Linked DNA regions of Mus musculus: all the other regions are linked to region 2. A link is a contact called in public HiChIP or PLAC-seq and promoter capture Hi-C data. All regions are on one chromosome and are shown on one strand. The core of a region is the stretch at or near the end of the contact, and the rest is flanking DNA. Distances in the headings are between cores, read along the strand shown. Region 1 holds the start of Nolc1 (nucleolar and coiled-body phosphoprotein 1). Region 2 holds the start of Wbp1l (WW domain binding protein 1 like). Region 3 holds the start of Ldb1 (LIM domain binding 1). Region 4 holds the start of Calhm2 (calcium homeostasis modulator family member 2). Region 5 holds the start of Neurl1a (neuralized E3 ubiquitin protein ligase 1A).

Region 1 (2,700 bases), core at 29-2,528, 520 kb before region 2:
GATTTCTGAGTTCAAGGCCAGCCTGGTCTACAAAGTGAGCTCCAGGACAGCCAGGGCTACAGAGAAATCCTGTCTCGGAAAAACAAAACAAAACAACAACAAAAAAATCATTTGCCACCATACCTATGAGAATAAAAGTTTTCTCAACTGGGGTTAGTGTCTATTAAGTGTCATTAAAGCTCACCAGTTTGGTTTTGATCACCATCTTGGTTTGTGAATTTTTTTTTTTTTTCTTTTTTTCCGAGACAGGGTTTCTCCGTGTAGCCCTGGCTGTCCTGGAAGTCACTTTGTAGACCAGGCTGGCCTCGAACTCAGAAATCCGCCTGCCTCTGCCTCCCGAGTGCTGCGATTAAAGGTGTACGCCACCACCGCCCGGTGGTGTGTGTATTTTAAAAAAAACGATTTTGAGGCCGGGCGTGGTGGCGCAAGCCTTTAATCCCAGCACTCGGGAGGCAGACGGATTTCTAAGTTCGAGGCCAGCCTGGTCTACAAAGTTAGTTCCAGGACAGCCAGGGCTATACGGAGAAACCTTTCTGTCTTGGAAAAAAAAAAAACAAGCCAAAACAAACAAACAAACGATTGTGTATGCATAGAAGCACCTCTGGGAAATAGGATAACGGGTCCTTTTAGAAGGAGCGCCTGTTTTGAGGAAAGTAAAAGAAAGGTATTCACCGGAAGTGCATCTTTATTGCTTCCTGACCTGGACAGTAGCTGATACTGAAGTTTTCCGAATTCACTGTGACTTCTTTCTTTAGGAAGAAAGGATTTTTCTTGATCTTTTCCCTGGGATGGTCCCGTGTTCCTGTTCTCCGAATTGTAGATGGGAAGGATAACTGTCTTGTAACCTAGCTATGACTGACAGACAATGTGGGGTACCAACACCTTGTCACCACAACTTTTAGGATCCTCTGATTTGAGTCTGGGTCTGGGTGGTATCCTGAAGGACTTCACTGGGTGTGAAGGGAGGGAGGAAGCCATTGTCCGTGGGAGTTTGAGCAGTAGGTGACACCTCTAGAAGGGTTGAAAGAGCCTCGAGTTCTCCAGTGCACCCATTATTGTTAGTCCATTCAGTACTGTGAGGTCTCAGTAGCAGCCAGGGCTTGGAAATCTACAGTAGGAAGAAGCCCATTCAGCAAAGGTAATGCGCGGGAATTTGCAAGTTTTCCCGCCTCGGACAGGAGCGTGGCATCTGACGTAGAAGCTCCGCCTCCTTAGTGGGCGGCTCGTGGGCTCCGCCCCCTGCAGGATGATGACGCGTGTGGGACCGGAAGCAACTTCTAGATTTAGTCTGGGTCTCTCCTCCCGGGTGGAGGGTACGCGACCTCGTGTGCGCCACTCTTTTCCGCTGCGCGCCGCGCGCGACTTGATGACGACACTGGACCCGCCCTCGACCCGGGCTGTGCTTTGGTGTTCTTAAGTCGTGCCGCGTGCGCAACGGTAGTGACGCGTTTTACCCGGAGCATGGCGGATACCGGCTTGCGCCGCGTGGTTCCCAGCGACCTTTATCCCCTTGTGCTCAGATTTCTGCGGGATAGCCAACTCTCGGAGGTGGCCAGTAAATTTGCAAAAGCGACCGGCGCTGTGAGTCCTTGGTTTGGTCTGCGGGCCGGGGTGGGACGACTCTCCGAGCTAATCTAGGCCTTGTCGGCTTTAGAAGTTAAGGAGGCGAGGGCTGGGGTCTGTCAGTCCGTTGTCTGCCCAGCTTCTCTGCGGACCTTCCTCAGGCTGGAGGTCTCGGTGTCTCCTTCCACCATGTCTGACTAGCTAGCTCCGAGTATTACGGCTTTTACTTGGTGTGAGTTTTTGCAGCGGTGACAGGCATGGGTCCCTCGTGACCCAGGACATGTGGCGCTAGATCCCTCCGGGAGCATTGGGTTGGCGGTGCGTGGTTCTTCTGTACTTTTTGTTGGACTTACCCTTAATTGCAGTTTTACCTGAGACTCAAAGATTTTAGTAATGAAGGCTTGGATTCTATTTATACACTTGTTTGTTTTTACAAAAGAAGATGAGTGAGTGCAGGGATAAATTGCGAAGTAATGATAGCTAGGACTTCATATTGTATTTACTTATTTTTTTAAAAAGAAAAAAATGAATGAGTGTGGTGATAGGTTGCTTTCAGTATACTCTAGGAGTAGTGAGCGTCCGCCTGTGTTAAGTTGGCACTGAGCTTGGAGCTCCAGGTAGTGATGTTAGGCCAGGCTCTGCGGCTTTCTGCATGTATGATCCCAGCAGCCTTTTGTTTGAGACAAAGTTCATGTAGTCCTTGTGTAGTGGAGGATGGATATGAACTTCTGTACCTCTTGTCACAGCCTCTTCATGCTAAGTGCCTTACTGCCCTGCAGCACACTTTGTATACCATACTGGCCTTGAACTCAGCTCAGTCTCTGTCTACCAAGTGCTGGGATTAAAGGTGTATATCACCATGCTCAGCCCAATTTACAGCTTTTGAGTGAATGAGACTCACTGAGAGAAAAATGCACAAAGTAGTAACTCCATTGTAGGCACACAGGAACATGGGGTGAGTGACAGCTGTTATGTAAGAGCAAAATGTTTACTCTGCACCTTAAGAAAAGCTGTAGCGGGCTGGAGAGACGGCTCAGCAGTTACGACCACTGACTGCTCTTTTAGAGGTCCCGAGTTCAATTCTCAGCAACCAACCACATGGTGGCTCACAACCATCTGTAATGGGATCAGATGCCC
Region 2 (2,700 bases), core at 98-2,597:
TTAGTAACGTTCAGTCCAGTCACAAAGTGCTACAGTTGTCACTACTGTAATCCAGAACACTTTCACTGTCCCTCCTAGAAAGCCAAGGTCGGTTCGGCAGCAGCCACACCCCCACCCGCTGCCAAACCCTTATCCATTTAGTTGAGTTGGCCTGTAAGGTGTTGAACAGCAGTTATAATGAGCAGGAGGGCTTTGCATGGGAACTACTAACACAACTTTGAGGACAGCCTGAGTTACCTAGTTTCTGGCTTGTATGGACAACAGGAAGAGACCCTACATCAAAAACTAGCCAAGTACATCCTGTAACTAATTGAAGTGTAATTTTTTCTTTCTTTTTCCCTCTCTTCCTCCCTCTATCTCTTCCCTTTCTCTGTTCCTTATGGCCCATACCAGGGTCTGAACTCAGGGCCTTGCCCATGCAAGCCATTTACCACAGAGTGATACATCCTCCTGCCCTGTTGGACAAGAATTCTCAAATTGAAGCAGCTACATGGTGATGTGTGGGTTTGTGTGGACTAGTATTGTCCTTGCGGTGTGTGGAGGGGCAAAGGGAAGCCATTTTCATTTAGCCGGAAGATAACATGGATGAAGCAATGATTGGTGGGTCTCAGAGCTATTTCTGAGTAGGGTCTGAAGAGTTTTGTCCTTGAAACTTGGGGGTAGCAGAGCACTATCGCTAAGAGAGGTGCTATTTAATAGGGGACTCAAATGACTCAAAGCTGCTGCTTGGGTAGTGAGCTTGGAAAAAGGATCCTGATAATAGGGCTTCCTGTAATTTAATACAAAAAGCACCAAAGGCTTATAGACTGCAGTTGGAAGCACGCTTTAGAATCATTATATCTCACTACTTTTTTTTCTTTCTTTCTTTTACCTCTACTTATTTTAATACAAAAAGCACCAAAGGCTTATAGACTGCAGTTGGAAGCACGCTTTAGAATCATTATACCTCACCACTTTTTTTTTTCTTTCTTTCTTTTACCTCCACTTAACTGTGGGAACATAACATTTCCGCCACACTCAAAATGACTGAAATACTGTAAACCTTTTCAATGCATCCGGGTGGTCGTGTCCCTAGCTCCTGTTACTTCCGCCACTCTCTGCGGGGCGGGGCGCTCTGCACTTTTCTGCACCTCGCAGCATTCAAGATGGCCCAGCTTCCTCCCACTTTTCATTGGCCAAATCACCTAGCACGAGGGTGGCTGGGACTGGTATTTGACTCACAGTTCTTTTGACCAATGGACAGAAAGTAGGAGCCAATGAGGCGCGGGAGCTGGAGACCCTCCCCTGCATCTGGGCGGGCCCTTTGCCTGGGGCGGGGTGGAGCCGAGCCGGAAGCGGGAGGGCAGAGCGAAACAGGAAAAGAAGGGAAGGAGGAAGCAGAGGGAAGAAGAGAGGGAGGAGGAGGGGTGGCGGCGCCGTGGCGGAGGAGCAGGAGCAGGAGGGGGATGGAGAGGAGAAGGCTCCTGGGTGGCATGGCGCTCCTGCTCCTCCAGGCGCTGCCCAGCCCCCTGTCAGTGAGGGCTGAGCCCCCGCAGGTAAGGGGAGGGCTTCTGGGCTAGCTTGGGGGTCTGGGGCGGTCGAGGCCTGGTTGGAGGGGGGTCTCAAAGAGGTTTGTTTGCAAGGAGTTGAGTGTTTTCGGGAGGGAAGCCCATGGCTAAGGTGGACCAGGTGAAGGGTGGGGGTGTTGATGTTTAGCTGAGGGACACCTGTGACGAGTTGGATGTCAAGAAGGTGGCAGAGGCAATGGTGCCAGGCGACTTGAGGGTCCTTTGAGAGGGTAGTTATGGTAGGTGCTCTGGAGGACTCTTCGCGGAGATCGCCGCACACTGGCGCCCGTGGGCCCTATTTCTGCTCCGCAGTAGAGTCCGGAGCCAGAGACTGTGTGCACACCAGTGTGTGCTGGGATCCCAGGTTACTGCACTGGCCCCAGAGGGAGGAGGGCTCAGCATGGTATTTATTTCAGGCTGGACAAAGGAAAAGTTCTGAGGGCATCCTGACTCTTATTTTTAATGCTGTAAGGCATAGTACGTTGGTGGGCTGTTGCTGGAGGTAAGGTTCTTGGGAGATAGTAGGGATGAAGTAGTAACCCCTCAGGAGGAGGGGCACATTTGAGTGTGAGAAAACCGTGCTGTTAGGCTAGCTGTCCTGGGAAGAAGTCACTAGTGCTGATCCGAGCGAGCCAGCTCAGGGCTTTTGAGCAGAGGGTGGTTCCGATGCCAATATCGGCAGCAAGTGGAGCACCCTAGCTTTTCTTGCTGGGTGGCTTGCTCTTCCTGAGTCCAGGGCCGAGATGCCTGCTTATGCTGATTCTAGCTTGGGCTGGCGTTTCGAAACCCTAATTGAAGCGTTACTCTTGGTGCCAGATTGGGTGGGGTGCTGTAGGGGGAATCACCCCTCCCCTGTTAAATCTGGCAAAGCTTCTATCGTTTCCTTTGGTTTCTCCCCTTTCTTCCCATCATTGTCTGTTTTCCACAGGCACAGGGACAGCCTGTGCAGCTTAGCACGTCACATCACGCTGAAGAGCAGAAATTGTTAGCAGAATTCTTACCTTTCCCCTTAGAGCTCAAGGGCAGCCCTTTCACATACGTATCTTATTTTTCTCCCGAATATCCTCTTCAAGAAACAAAACAAGAAAAACACCCAAAACCCCAAAATAATTGAGTTTTGTTTTGTTTGAGACAGGATCTTGCAATGTAGGTC
Region 3 (2,700 bases), core at 108-2,607, 550 kb before region 2:
TATTCTGGGATTCTCTTTAGACTAACCTCTCCCATCACATGGCTCAACTGTTCCCTCCTAGCACTTGTGGCCTTATACCCCGACCGTACAAGAAAAATCTCAAGGCACTCTCAGACACAGGTGTTCCCTGGCAAGCTCTGATACCTGTTAGAGAGGGTTGTGATTTGAATTTGAGTCCTCAAGTTTTCACTGGGGGGGGGGTGTCAAGCATTGCTCCCCCAACTCGAATCTGCAAACCACTCTTAACTTCACGGCCTACCTGGAACTGCTACACTCCCCCTCCCACGAAGACTGAGATAGCAGACCCAAGGGCCCAATTATCTGACACCCCCTAGGAGTGCTTTTTGTCCCTCAGGAGGGCCAACCTACCCTGGCAACAGACAGGAAAAGTTAAAGGGGGGTAAGATGGGCTCCAATCAACTCCTCCCCCAAACAGCATCCTAAGAAACAGCCCGAGGGGGGGAATGTCACAAAATATGTAAGAGGCAATAAACAGCAGGGAAGGGGGGGAAACCCAAATCAGCCAATCAGAACTCTACGATGACCTGAGGGGGGGGTCAAAAGTCCAAAGTCACTTCTGATTGGCTAACACCCTGGAATTCTGGGAATTTCAGTCCCCCCCCATCCCTCCCCAGTTAGCCTCCCCCCCCTCAAAAAAAAATTACAAGCCATCCTTAGCACCCCCTTCCCGTGCCGCTGGGCTGCTGCGTATTTATACAGATGAGAAAACCCGGCCCCGATCGAGGCCCCTCTAACTCTATACAGCCCCCGACCCCCACCATGCCTTCGATGCCCCCCACATACAAATCCTCTCCAAACCAGGGGTTAGGGGGCCGAAAGGGAGGGAGGGGCCAGGCGGCCTCGAGACCCACTCACCAGGACAGGCACAGCCCACTGACATCTTCACATCGCCCGCCGCTGGGGGCCCAGCCGAGTCACGATGCCCGCCCCTCGCAGGGACAGGCCGGGCATGAGCCGCTGCCGCCGCCCGCGGCCCCCGATGCCCGCGCCGCCGGCCCGGCCCGGCCTCTGCCCGGTGCGGGCCGCCCCTGCCTGCAGCGAGGGGCCTGTCAGGCGCGGAGCAGACAGGAAGGAAGCCAGGCAGGAAGGCGAGCTGCCTCTGCGTGTGTACGCGCGGGTGTGCGTCCCCGGAGTGTGTGTCCGTGTGTGCGCGTGTGCGTGTGCGTGTCTGTGCGCTCCCGCCGCCCTCCCCGCCGCCGCCCTCGCGCTCGCTCCCGTTCGTTCGCGCGTCCTCTCCCTCTCGCAAGCGCCGGCTCTCCGGCCAGAGTCGGGCTGGGCCGGGCTTTATTAATATGCTAATTGTCCTGGTAGTGGGAGGGGAGAGCCGTGTCAAAGTGACCCGGGCGAGCGCGGCGCGAGCGGCGACGTGCGTGCGCCGCGCGGCGAGGGGCAGGGAGCGCTCCCGGGAACGGCATGCGTGTGACGCAGCTCTTAAAAAACGAGACGGAGGCAGAGACCCCGGCGAGGGCGGGCGCCGGGGAGCGGGAGGAGGCGAAGCCTCACGCTCGGCGTCCGTCCTCCGGGTGCGCGGGGTTGGGAGCGTGGCTGAGCGGGAGCGGGGATTGGGGGAGGCGGAGCCTGGGTGGGTAGTGAGGTGTACCCTCTCTCCACCCCCGGGAGGGATGGGGCGCTGACCCCTGCCTGTGCTCTTTGCGGAGACCCTGTGTGGCGCGCTCCACCCGAAGCTGGGTGGGAAAAGGAGCACTCTCCTAATTCTCAGAGCAACCCCTAGACTCATCCCCTTTCTAAATTAACCAGACCATGCCTGCTAAACCAGTTGGGACTAGAGCTAAAAGGGTTAATTAAGAAGGGACCCCACCCTCCCCCGCCTAAGGGCCTGAGGTCCGCATTTTGCAAGGGGACACAAGGGCTGTGGTATGACCATTAGGCTGGGAAGGGGGGGAGCACTACCAAAGCCATCCTTTCCTCTTGCAGGCTCTGACGCACCAGTTAAGACACTTCCCTTCCCCCACTTTCTTCTTCCAGCCCTGGAGCCTTCTACCCACCCACCCCCATCCTCCGCCCCCTGGAAGCAGCTCCCTGTTTTGGAGGTGGAGAACAGGAAACCTACTCCTTCAGTGCCCCCTACCCATAGGGGCAGAGGCCGCGGGGAGGGTTGGGGGTGGGGCATCCTGGACAGTCAGTCTATCTTCCAAAGGGAGAACCCTCCCAACCTTCAGGCAGTCCTCAAGGACTCCTCAACCCAACCCATGGAAGGGAAGAACTCTTCCATCCCTTCTCCAAAGCCCAGCCCTAGCTGCCTCATAAACAGGAAATACCTATTAGCAGGGAGGAGGGGAGCTGCTAGAAGGAGTTCGGGGGGGGGGTGTCCCCCAAGCCTTAGCTTCTCTTAAGCTTCGTGGTGTATTCCCTGGGTAGATTCTGGGGGCTGGTATTCCCTGTCTAAGGTATCTGAACTAGACTGGTTACACTGGCTTCCCTCTTCCCTTTGTTGCTAAAATGGGGATTGTTTGAAAAAGGTGTTTGATTTCCCTACCCCGATTTAGGAGTTTGCACAGCTGGCTTGACTGTCCAGGGGAGAGTTACAAAGGTGGAGGTTAAGGTGCCATGAGACCACATATCCCAACCTTAGGGGTTTTTTTTGTTTTTTTTTGTTTTTGTTTTTTGGCTAAGGAGCAAGAGACCATGGTAGTAGAGTCTGATGATTGAAAGGAGGGC
Region 4 (2,700 bases), core at 65-2,564, 540 kb after region 2:
CCTCTGTTCATGGCCTCCAGACCTTGCTCTCCTTATTGCTTTCTCCATGCAGCAGCCTGCAGAATCTCTGCCCCAAGGAGCCACAGGTAGCTTCAGCGGGGTTTCAGGCTCGCTGTACTTATCTGCCCTCTTCTGCTTCATGACCTCAGCAGAGATGGCTCTGTGCCAGAAGAGGCCATGGCCTCAGGCTCTTTGGAAGTTTAGCCCCAATTCCCTTCCCAGACTCCACCCATACAGCCAGAGAGACAGTCAGGGTGTGGCCCCATGTCCACCCCCATCAGGAGAACAGGCACTGGGTGGGGTGGGGTGCGGTGGGGGGGACACCAAAAGAAACAGCTCTCCAAGCCAGATGAAGCCTGTGAGTGGAGAGAGGTCAGGCTGTGGAGAGAGATAGGGGAAGCCTGTGCTAAGTCTTTCTGGGTTATATTCACTTCTCTTTTCCTGTTGCCGCCTCTGCCGAGGATGCCATCTGGCACAGGCAGAGCCATGTGGGCTCTGGGAGGAGGGAGGACTGTCTGACTCCCCGGTTCAGAGCCCAGAGCTTCTAAATAATCCCACAAGGAAAGAACTTTGTCCTGTTGCTGGCCATAAACAGGCTAACAGGCAACTCCATCTTCTCCCTCCCTCCCTTCTTGGCTGCTAGGCACCCATTTGCTCCTTGGGGTGGTCTTGGGATCCTAAACCCACCCTCACATGGGGAACACAGTGCCTGACAGATAGCATAGGGATGGAGCAGAGCTGGGACCCGGCCATCCTCTGAGATTATCATGGGGGGGGGGGGGGCTCTTCCCAAGGACAGGAGACAGACAGCTGGGGGTGGGGGAAGCATCATTTCCGTGTTCTTCCCGGAGTTCCCTCCAGATAGTCTCTAGAGGCTGCCGGCTCCTTTAACAGCTGCACACTCCAGGAAAGGGCCCCTCCTTACCTAGGGCTGGTTGCAGGCCCCCGTGGCCTTGGATTCCTGATGGATTGACAGCAGTGTGGGCTCCCGCAGACACTGGGAAGGTGCTCCTGACCGCGAGGCAAAGTGGCCTCACGGGGTTCACTGCCGGCTTTGCTTTTGCACCCAGGTCCGCGTAGGATCCGGGCCCAGCGTTTGAACGCAACGCAACGGAGCTTTGGGCCCAGTTACAAACAAACTTAACTGGAGGCGTCTACAGATGAAGTGCAGGCATCTGCAGACAAATTTAACTCCAGAAAAGAGAGAGAAAGAAACAGTGGCGTGGAACTTTCTAGCCAGAGAATGGAAAAACAGCCTCCTGGCGCCAGGCAGAAGAGGGAGGGCTGCTGAGGGCGGCGCGAGGCAGAAACAGAGGAAGTGGAGAAGCGGTCTCCGATGCTGCGTCCTGTCCCAGCCCGCCTCTGGGCCCGCTGTGGCTGGCCCTACTGGCCCTGCCTTGACTCTACCCTGAGCACCCCTCGGGGGCCATCTGGGAAGGTCTAGGCAGTTGCCAGGCAGGGCCCTCAAGGAGATCTTGCCTAGGCTTGCCCTCCAGGCCAGTTAGAAGAACATCCCCCGTACTTGACACCCACCTGGCAGAAGCTGCGGGAGGAGTTCCCTGCAGAGTCAGGGGAGAGGTGGGTGTTCAGGATTGATGGTGATGCTCCAGATTGCAAACTCCTGGTCAAGACCCTGGTCCCCTCCTCCCCTCCTCTCTCTGCGCATCCTGCCTTTGCCTGTACCTGCCATCCCCAGAAGAGGACCTTCCCATCATAGTCCATCTAACTCCTAGGTACTGTCCCCATCTGGGTATCTAGAACTCCTAAGGCAGAGGCTGGTCTTAGGTAGAAATTAAAGGGAGACAGGATCTCTTAAACTGCACCGCCTGCCCCTAGAGTCGTCTCTGGGAGCTCACAAGTCATGAGTCAAGTCCACTGACAGGGAGAGTGTCAAGATGGCCTCAGTGGCTCCTAAGATTGGGAGAGATAGCCTTCACGGCCATCAGCTCTCCAGGGCTGGGACAGTGGGATTCACACTGAGCAGGGACAAGCCACACCCTCCTGAGTCTGGCTTGTCTGTGTAGCAGGGATAAATGGAGAGCAATCGGTACCCGTGCCTTTCCAAGAAGCACTTTACAGGGTGGGGGACTTGCCTGAGCTCCCACCACTCTGGAGTTAGGTCTCACCAAAGCTTCCCTCACGTCTGTTCCTCTGAGCACTTTCTGGCACCTTATCCCCTGTGGGTGCCCCACCCCACCCTGCAAGTGCACGCGTGCACACACACACACACACACACACACACACACACACACACACACACTTGGTCTGTATTCATTTGGTCCCTTTATTCGGATCTGGGGTTAAGTTCAACTTCCTGTTCCCTGTGGCACCTGGGTCCCAGCTGAGAGTGGAGGTGGGCTCTGAGATAGGCAGGCCAAGGGGCTGGAAGATGGGGCCAGGAAACAAGAAACTGTCTGCACTTCTACTTTCTTTTCTTGGACAAGACAGCAGCTAAGTATTCCTGTCCTGTCCCATCCCTTGGTCGGGTTCAGGGGAGAGGAGAGCAAGCAGTCATGAGTTCCGAAAGGAATGAGCACCTTAACCACACAGCTCCAAGTGTCTGCTGCGTGCCACACGCTTTTACGCATGGTGTGTGAGACCCCGACTTAGAATGTTTCTCCCTGGAAGGTAAAGCCCCTGGCTGTTCCCCAAGCTTGTTTTCCCTGATCTCTAAAAATACAGCCAGAAAGAAGCTCTTTG
Region 5 (2,700 bases), core at 168-2,667, 580 kb after region 2:
CCATTCTGTAGCCAGTCAGCACCTGATCCCAGGCACCCCAGAGGCTTGGGGCTGGGGCTGGGACTGGGGGCCTGGTTGTCTTTCTCCTCAAACACCAGAGCATACCTTTCACAGGTATTTCTAGCTTGCCTGGAGTCTCTGAAACTTAAGGATATAACATGTGCAATCAGAGGAGAGTAAAAGGCAGGACAGGGGGCTAAAGGGGATCAGAGATGATGTCTAAAGATCACAGTAGGATTTTACTGCTGGCAGGCATGGGGATCCATTCACTGTACAAATACTTCTGAGAATCCGCATGTCCCTGCCCTGGGAGCTAGAACACTGTGAGGAAAGTGGCTGGCCGACTCTCCCCTCAGCAAGCTTATTCTCTATCAAGAGAAGCCGAATCTAACCAAGCAGAAAAGGCTACTTTTAGGCAAAGTCATATAAAAGCCACGAAGAGAATGGGATGACCCTATGGAGAATGATAGAGAGAGGCAGAGATGCTTAGCTGGGGTGGTCAGGAAAGAGCTGTGCCTACACATTGAGGATGGGTCCTATGGAGAAACTTCCAGAAAAGGATGGAGGAGATGTCTGTGTCCCACTCATGACCCAGGGCTCACTCTGGATCCGAGTTGGGAAAGTCCGGTTAGAGTGAGCGATGGCCCCGAGAAGCAGCAAGGCTGATGAAGGTGTGAGATGGACAGACGGACTGTCTTCTCCCCCATGATACACTGGGAGAAATAACCGCCCCAGATCCAAGATGACTTCCTGGTCCCTCCTGCAGGTAGCAGTGCTGAGCTACACAGATGGAAGAGTCACGTGAACAGGACATTTACAGACTGCCCCCTTCCTCGAGGAAGCCACCTTGGTCTACTATAGGCTATAGCACCCCCTCTATCCCTTCCCCAATCTCTTAGTTTTCCAGCTGACAGAATAATTCAACTTGGAACCGATATCTCTCTCATGGTTTGTACCTGAGCTGGGTCCCATCGGCTTGCTTCTGGTCTTGTGGTTCTCCGTTCTTGAACATGCAAAGGATGTTTGAACAGTCAGGAAATGGTCTGACTGGGGTTCTGATTGGAAGTTCCAACTACAGCGAAGGGGAGGTGACTGTATTCCTGATCTCAATTGTCTTAATTCATTATCCACTCACTCCTGAGCGTTTTAACACGTGCCAGGCCCTGAATCCCGTGCTAGGGAGCCTCCATTAGGGCTACCTCGCCACGCCCTGGCTCCGGGGCTCCCAGCGTTGTGGCGGTCCTCTTCCTCTTGTTTTCAGGTTCTATGTCCCAGGACAGGGAGACGCTCAACCTCCGAAGCTCCCATCTATTCCTGACGTCAGGTCCGGAGCAGTGCCGCCCCCAACCCTGGGTCCCGCGCGCCTTCGAGAACTTATAGCCAGCGGGAACGCGGCGCGCCCCGAGACCCACATCTGGCAGAGCGGGCGCGCGCGTGTCACTAAGACGCTCATTAACCTGCGCAGCTGTCGCCATAACAACCGGAGCCCCGGAGTCCTGGCGACGCTAGGGCGGGGGTTGGGGGCGGCGGCCTCGGGAGGGACCTGGCGGGAGCGGGGGCGGTCCACACGAGCCGGGCGCTGCAAGCTCACCCGCGGGCGGGAGGGCGCCACGCACGTCGCCGCGGCCGTCCCCGCGGGCGGGGACCGAGCCCGCCGACGAGCCTCCGAGCAGCCGCGCGCCGAGCCCCGACTCTATGGCCCGCGGGGAGCGCGCCGCCGCTGCGCCGCCCACCCGCAGCCGGAATCCGAGCTCCAGCACCAGGCAGAGCGCAGCGGCTCGCGCCGCGGGCCGGGGCCCAGGGGCCGGGCCGCCCCGGGCGCGGGGCATGGGAGCCCGGTAGCCGGGTGGCGCGAGGACCCCCACGGCGGGCAGGACCCGCCGAGCGAAGACCGCCAAGCCCAGGGAGAGCCGGAGACAGCAAACCGCCCGCCCCCGGTCGCAGCCCCGCCAGGGCCCTCCCCTGGCAGCGCGCACCCGCGCGCGCACACACTTGCACACCTTTCCTCCGCTCCTGCCCAGCCTTGCCTGGCTCCCGCCGGAGCACCCCCGGGGGGCCGATGCCATGGGTAACAACTTCTCCAGTGTCTCCTCTCTGCAGCGAGGAAACCCGAGCCGCGCGTCGCGGGGCCACCCCCAGAACCTCAAAGGTAGGCTTCGCTGACCGGGGAGCAATTGCAGGGAGGGTTGCGGCGCAGGTGGAGTGGTGGGCAGGGGTGCGGTTGGGGACGACCGGCAGGTGCCACCTGTTGTGTGCATTTGGAGGGCGGGAGAGGCGCTTCTGACAGTGGAGGTGGGCTGTGGTGGCAGCTGACCGGTGCTGATGGTGGAGATGAGGGAGGATGGCGGTCGGTGGGGGTCTGCGCAATTCTCCTTATCTGCCCTGGCAACGTCACTGGAGTCCCCTCCAGTGATGCTAAGCGGTGAGAAGAGGTGGGAAAAACATTTGCCGGCTGGATAGGGCAGTGTGGAGGGAAACCTAGGTTTTTCCAGATGAGCCTCCCAAGAGAGTCATTGTGGTCTTTTTTGCATTTGCCTAGGGCTGGGGGAGATCCCGCTGGAAGCACTAGTTGCATTTCCAAGCAGAGGGTCTTAGAGATTCAGGACTAGAAGGGCAGACGCGTGCTCCCGGGGTCTTTGCAAGTGGGTGATCTTTTGCACCGTCTGAGTCAGGTTGTTTGGTTTTGTTTGTTTATTTGTT

What was found. Promoter capture Hi-C pulls out the DNA fragments that hold promoters and counts their contacts. HiChIP or PLAC-seq counts read pairs in DNA pulled down with a chosen protein or histone mark.
Region 1: a promoter capture Hi-C map of pre-B cells shows a contact between it and region 2, with 5 times the contacts expected there. The contact joins the promoter of Nolc1 here to the promoter of Wbp1l in region 2. A contact is called at or near these places in 1 of 39 promoter capture datasets (pre-B cells), 1 of 484 Hi-C or Micro-C datasets (pre-megakaryocyte-erythroid progenitors) and 3 of 9 other capture datasets (adipose tissue, liver and macrophages).
Region 3: a promoter capture Hi-C map of pre-B cells shows a contact between it and region 2, with 4 times the contacts expected there. The contact joins the promoter of Ldb1 here to the promoter of Wbp1l in region 2. A contact is called at or near these places in 3 of 39 promoter capture datasets (cranial neural crest, liver and pre-B cells), 2 of 115 datasets of contacts at active chromatin or transcription factors (bone marrow-derived macrophages and thymic regulatory T cells) and 1 of 9 other capture datasets (pancreatic islet).
Region 4: a contact with region 2 is called in an H3K4me3 HiChIP or PLAC-seq map of bone marrow-derived macrophages, with 4 times the contacts expected there. The contact joins the promoter of Calhm2 here to the promoter of Wbp1l in region 2. A contact is called at or near these places in 6 of 39 promoter capture datasets (the HPC-7 cell line, embryonic stem cells, hippocampal neurons and 2 more), 1 of 115 datasets of contacts at active chromatin or transcription factors (bone marrow-derived macrophages) and 2 of 9 other capture datasets (embryonic stem cells and liver).
Region 5: a promoter capture Hi-C map of hippocampal neurons shows a contact between it and region 2, with 2.5 times the contacts expected there. The contact joins the promoter of Neurl1a here to the promoter of Wbp1l in region 2. A contact is called at or near these places in 3 of 39 promoter capture datasets (the HPC-7 cell line, embryonic stem cells and hippocampal neurons) and 1 of 9 other capture datasets (adipose tissue).

The regions. Positions count from the first base shown.
Region 1 is chr19:46,074,569-46,077,268 of GRCm38.p6, forward strand. It overlaps Nolc1 (nucleolar and coiled-body phosphoprotein 1), which reads left to right and starts at 1,279. Exons shown (of 13, transcript NM_001039353.2): 1 at 1,279-1,581. The coding sequence starts at 1,462. RefSeq lists an enhancer at 1,188-1,259 and cis regulatory regions at 1,201-1,207, 1,230-1,236.
Region 2 is chr19:46,597,759-46,600,458 of GRCm38.p6, forward strand. It overlaps Wbp1l (WW domain binding protein 1 like), which reads left to right and starts at 1,348. Exons shown (of 5, transcript NM_001177812.1): 1 at 1,348-1,535. The coding sequence starts at 1,446.
Region 3 is chr19:46,043,954-46,046,653 of GRCm38.p6, forward strand. Ldb1 (LIM domain binding 1) reads right to left here and starts at 1,358. Exons shown (of 11, transcript NM_001113408.2): 1 at 877-1,358. The coding sequence starts at 901.
Region 4 is chr19:47,136,980-47,139,679 of GRCm38.p6, forward strand. It overlaps Calhm2 (calcium homeostasis modulator family member 2), which reads right to left and starts at 1,315. Exons shown (of 3, transcript NM_133746.5): 1 at 926-1,315.
Region 5 is chr19:47,177,403-47,180,102 of GRCm38.p6, forward strand. Neurl1a (neuralized E3 ubiquitin protein ligase 1A) reads left to right here and starts at 1,418. Exons shown (of 6, transcript NM_021360.4): 1 at 1,418-2,149. The coding sequence starts at 2,065.